2 separate regions of the Capra hircus genome follow, and region 1 is linked to region 2. Evidence: chromatin contacts called from public Hi-C data. All regions are on one chromosome and are shown on one strand. Each heading gives the region's core, a stretch centred on a gene start, on an enhancer-like site or on the middle of the called end of the contact. The rest is flanking DNA. Distances are from core to core; before and after follow the strand shown. Region 1 overlaps KIAA1211L. Region 2 holds the start of LOC102182511 (cytochrome c oxidase assembly factor 5).

What was found. Hi-C and Micro-C count contacts between places; a contact is called where the count stands out from the background.
Region 1: a contact with region 2 is called in a Hi-C map of blood, with 2.4 times the contacts expected there. The contact joins the enhancer-like site here to the promoter of LOC102182511 in region 2. A contact is called at or near these places in 4 of 5 Hi-C or Micro-C datasets (blood and liver).

What each region holds. Positions count from the first base shown.
Region 1 is chr11:3,995,109-3,997,808 of ARS1.2, forward strand. KIAA1211L reads right to left here. Exons shown (of 10, transcript XM_018054906.1): 4 at 979-1,114; 5 at 485-649. Among named protein-coding and RNA genes, the nearest start is that of KIAA1211L, 97 kb to the right of the region's middle. Within about 2 kb of position 1,448, at least 1 of the 5 cell types and tissues checked has an H3K27ac peak or open chromatin away from gene starts, as enhancers often do.
Region 2 is chr11:3,762,500-3,765,199 of ARS1.2, forward strand. LOC102182511 (cytochrome c oxidase assembly factor 5) reads right to left here and starts at 1,252. Exons shown (of 3, transcript XM_005686277.3): 1 at 1,094-1,252. The coding sequence starts at 1,192. It overlaps UNC50 (protein unc-50 homolog), which reads left to right and starts at 1,257. Exons shown (of 6, transcript XM_018054898.1): 1 at 1,257-1,345; 2 at 2,573-2,700. The coding sequence starts at 2,577.

The DNA.
Region 1 (2,700 bases), core at 198-2,697, 230 kb after region 2:
TCCCATACCTTCTTCCAGGGGCTCTTTCAGATCCAGGCATCAAACTCGTGTCTCCTGCATTGGCAGGCAGATTCTTTACCACTGAGCCACCTGGGAAGCTCCCTTCTCCCTCCAGCCAAATATCATGAGGACAGAAAGCAGACTCAAACTGTTTTCCGTTTTCAAATGGGATACCTGCTCTGGTCATCTGCTCAGACAGGAAGAATGAGGTTGACTGCATGAGATCCACAACCACCGTGGAAAATGCTCCCCAAACCGTATCCCTGAATGAGACTTGAATTTCTGCTCAAAGAATGAAAATAAATACAGCCCAAGGACGGACAGTGGGCTCCAGTGAGCTGGCTGGAACCCCTCCAGGCACACTGAGCGGGAGTCTTCACAGGAATCTTCGGGGAACACACACAGGGGCCACCAGAGCCCGACGGCCCTGTGTGGAGGCAGGGGGAGGAGGTGGAGGGAGCTGGGTGGCGCAGGTGGTACTTGCCTTTATGGTAGTGCTGGAACCAATGTCATGGAGCAGGGACATCTCGGGGGGGCTCCTGGGCAGACCGTCATCCTCAGAGCTCATGCCGGCATCATCTCCCCGCTTGGTTGGAAGGCTCCCGGGAGGAGGTGGCGGCCCCATTTTCACATTACACTGTATTTTTAACTAGGTTGGAATAAAGAACATTTGCTGTAGTTTTCATCAGTGACTTTTCTCCCCAAATTCCCCTGCTGTAATTCATTCATTCCGGAGGTATTTTTAACATCCTTGCCCAGGCCGGGGAGCTAAATAAACTCAGTGTCTGCCACCAGTTCCCCTGCTGTCATCTTGAAAGTGAGTGGTTATGAATGAGGAGACATGGCCCGTCTGTAACTAACTGGGCGAGTCTTGGGAGAGCTGTGACGTGCATTCGATTAGGCTTTAAAATATATCAAGGAAAAGCAGGTATCATTTTAAGACTTCCCAATGCATATCCGCTGCCCAGGAAAGTTTACCTGCAGCGCTTTAATCCGGTCACACACGTTTTCTTGGGAAAACACCCGCACCGGCCGAGGAGGGTCCTGCCCCGATTCGGGGATGAAAATACTGTCGTGGGAGAGGGCCCGGCTCCCCAGCGCGCCCCTCGAGTCCCTAGGAAGAAAGAGGCACTGCAACTATGGGTTTGGGCTCGGGATCAACCTACGGGTATGAGGGTAAGGGCACACCCTCCAGCAACCGTCCAGCCGTATTTTGTTTGTAACTGCCCTGACTCAGCTCATTCCATCAAATACCACAGTCAACTATCTGAAGCTCTGCAGGGCTAGGAATTTTCCTGACATATCTGAAGGAGGTGTGAATTCTTTTCATTAAGGGGAAAACCGAGGTCTGATGAGGTGAGAGGCCCAGAACAGTAGGCCTGCAGAGAGGAAGGGCTGGCAGGGGGCCTGGGCTGGCTGGCAGGCTGTGAAGTGGGCTGTGCTGCACGCCCGGGGAGGGTCAGGTCGTCCCCTGTGGGCGAGCATGCACTCCCTTGGGGGGCCGGAGGCCGTGTTTGCACAGGAGAATGAGGGCCTGCTGGACAGAGGCATCCTCACCATGTGGTCCAGGACATACACAACCATGAATTTGAAATGAGGATGGCGGGCTTCCCAGGTGGCTCCCAGGTGGTAAAGAATCCGCCTGCCAATGCAGGAGATGCAGGTTCAGTCCCTGGGTTGGGAAGATAGCCTGGAGAAGGGAATGGCATCCCAATTTCTCGCCTGGAAAATCCCAAGGACAGAGGAGCCTGGCAGGTTAGAGCTCATGGGGTTTCAAAGAGTCAGAGATGACTGGGTGACCAAGAGCAAAAGGACAGATCAGGAAGATCCTGCATGTCTCGCAGCAACTAAGCCCCTGAGCCACGCTCCTGAGCAGCAGCTCCTGAGCCCAAGAGCCTGGATCCCGTGCTCTGCGGCAAGAGAAGCCACCGCAGTGAGAAGTGAGTGCTGCGACTCGAGAGGAGGCACCCCCCCTGCCCTGCTCACTCCACACGACCAGAGTAAAAGCCTGGGCAGCAAGGAAGGCCGAGCACAGCCAAAAATAAATAAGTAAATAAATAATTTACGAAACGAAAACTGCCAAGTGCAAAGCCACGCCCCCCTCACTGCTGATAATGATACTAGTGCAACTCGGCCAGCGTGTAGGTGGTAGGCCCTTCGGGCGTCATCGGCGCAGCCCGTTCCCCGGCCCCAGGCTCCAGGCTCCAGTTGGAGACGGAACCCACAGGATGTTCACAAAACATCCTAAGAGGCTGTGGTAGTTCGTGTCAGATGTTCCTAGTGGCAGTGGCAACCTGAACAATAGGTGGAAGGAGGTGACTCAGACGAGACGAAGGAAGGAAAGCCTGGCCCGCAGACACTGCCATCTTCAGCACCAGCTGCCCCCGACCCTGCCCTGGGCATCCTGTCCCCTGGGAGACCCTGGGGACTCCTGGGTGTGCCCTTGCTCCCCACAGACCTAACTGTGCTGGTTAGTGACGTGAGACGCCTGGGCCCTGGGGCCCTGCGCTGTAGAGCTGCGACGCTTGCACCTGGGCACACCTCCTCGAGAGGAACAAAATACAAGGAAACGTACGGACTGAAAATAACTGCATGCATGCGCAGCTGGGGCCAATTCTGGACAAAAGATACGGAGAGACCAGAAAACCCGACTGCTACTTTTGAAGAGAGGGACGCAAAAGCAGGGGGCCGCGCATGTCC
Region 2 (2,700 bases), core at 2-2,501:
CTCACTGGCAAAGACCTGATGCTGGGAATGATTGAAGGCAGGAGGACAAGGGGACGACAGTGGTTGAGATGGCTGGATGGCATCACCGACTCAAGGGACATGAGTTTGAGTAAACTCCGGGAGTTGGTGATGGACAAGGAAGGCTGGAGTGCTTCAGTCTATGGGGTCGCAAAGAGTTGGACACGACTTAGCGACTGAACTGAACTGAACGCCAGAATCCAGGTTTGTCAGTCGACTTTGAACTTCACTGGGCTTCCCAGATGGCGCTAGCGGTAAAGAACCACTAGCCAACCAGTTGCCAACGCAGGAAATACAAAAGACACGGGTTCGATCCCAGGTCGGGAAGATCCCCTGGAGGCGGGCACGACAACCCACTCCAGTATTCTTGCCTGGACCATCCCATGGACAGAGGAGCCTAGAGGGGTCGGGTCTACGGGGTCGCAAAAAGTAGGAAACGACTTAAGGCACGCATGATATCAGATTGGCTCCAGAGAAGACCTGTGGCTGTACTGAGGGAAAGATAGCAAATTCATGTCTCCCATCACAGCACCTAAAACCACAAGTTCAACGGTAGGGGGCGCGAGATACAAAGTGGTGAAAATAAAAAAGCTGCCTCTTTTACAGCTTATCCTGGAATACACAGAACTCAGCAAGTTCAGACCAGCACAAAGTAAATACAGCATCTATTCAGCCACAACTGAAGTGAGAAAGGAGGTTTCACGAGGCAACACAGTATGGCAGGTTCATGTAATTATGTGCTAATTTACTGGTTCTCATTTTCGAGGGCTCCAGAAACCTGTGATTCTCTCCTATATGCCTCCAGAACCCAGGAGAGCAGCAGCACTTCGTGTTTCTGCACCCGAGATGGTTTAAACTTTACAAAAACCCAACGGGGCAGCACGGTTTTCTCCAATTTCACCATTGGGAAGTCAGGTTCCGACAGTGGACTCGCCCAAGTTCATTAAGTCGGTGGAGAACTAGGACCGCGAACTCGGAGGCACGACTCAGCCATCACTGGGGCCCGCCAGGGACCCTCCGCCAGCCTCGCCTCCCCGCTTCGGGCCTCGGTCATCCGAGCACCCGGCCGGGCTACCTTGAGCACGCAGTCAGACTGCAGCAGACACAAGCCCAGATCCTCCTTCACGCCCGCGCACGCGCCGCCCTCAGGCTTGTCCTCGTAATACCGGGGCATGACTGCGCCTCCAGCTGGCCGCGGCCTCCACCCTCTCCTCTCGAGACGGCCCAGACTCCTCAGGACGCCAGTGACGCCGCGGCGGGCGGAACCGGAAAAAGACCGGTAGCAACCACTTCCGGTGGGCGCGCGGCGAGAGACGTAACGCGAGAGGTATCGCGCGCGGCGTTTGTGGGTCACGGGACGCGACGCGCCCCCTATGTGGTTGACGTAGCGAGGAGGGAAGTTGGCCCAGCGGCGGCTGGGTCGGCTGCTGGGCGGTGGTGGCGGGTGTATGTGAAGCCGGTGGACGCCGCCGCGGGGCTCCAGGTGAGGCCTGCCGACAGCCCCATCTACGCGCGACTCGGGCTCGCCGGTCGGCCTTTTCATCTGGCAACTTAAGGCCCCACATCACCCGGCCCTGCAGTGACCGCGCCCGGGTCCGGCTGCTCGGCCTGCGGTGGGGCTGCCAGACACCATCGCGGAGGCTGGTTACAGCCGAATTTCAGATAACAGCGAATGATGTCTGCATAGCTGCGGGTCTCACGCAGTGTTTCGGACCTGCTTATATTACAAATTATTGTTGTATCTGCGATGCAGTTGTAATTGGACGTCCTGTGTTTTTATGCTCAATCTGGCCGCCTTACCGGAGGCCCCGAGCCGGCGGGGAGCAGCTGGCGTCCTGGAGGCCTGGGGAGTGGAGCCCGACACTGGGCTGCCGGGGCGGGACATGGAGGCCGGAAGATGACCAGCGCCTCCCTGGCTTCAGACTGGTTGGACTGGACCCCCACGCTGTCGTTCCCCTGATGAACTATTCAGGAAGTAAAACACTATGCGTTTGAGTTTTGCCTTGTTTTTACATCCCATGCTAGTGAACGAGTTGCTTGTTGGTGAGGCGCTGATGGACTTGTGTGATAAGCCATTTACTTTACGTCGTCGGGAACATCGTTTCTGTTTGGCTTCAGCAAAGGCTTTTGCTTAAAGTCTTGATTGTTAGCACAGATGACAGGTGGACTTCAGACTGCCTGAGTTCAAATTTTGGCTCCATCACTATCTCTGCTTCTGGAGAAGGGGTGGGAGGAGGTGGGGAGAGGTGGAGCAGATCTGAGGATTGACGGAAATGAAGTACAGAGAATGGGTGGACCTTGTAAAAGCGTTATTGTGAAGGTTCAGAAGGCCACGGGGCAGCCCTTTCCTGAAGTGCAGTGGGCAGTTCTCCAGCTCCCAAATCAGCCTCAAAACCAAATTTACTCTCTTTTGAGTCCTGCCTCTTCTCAGGGATTGGGGCCAAAACGTAAGGTGACTTCTCTCCTAAATAACTCACAAGAGGGGTGCTAGGGGCTGGCAGTTTCTTCTGATGATTTGTATTAATAATATAAAAATTTCCCCCCTTCTATCTAGGAGGATGTTACCAAGTACTTCGGTGACTTCCCCCGTGCAGGGGAACGGAGTGTTGAGTTCCAGGGATGCAGCCAGACACACAGCGGGAGCAAAACGCTACAAATACCTGAGGAGGCTTTTCCGTTTCC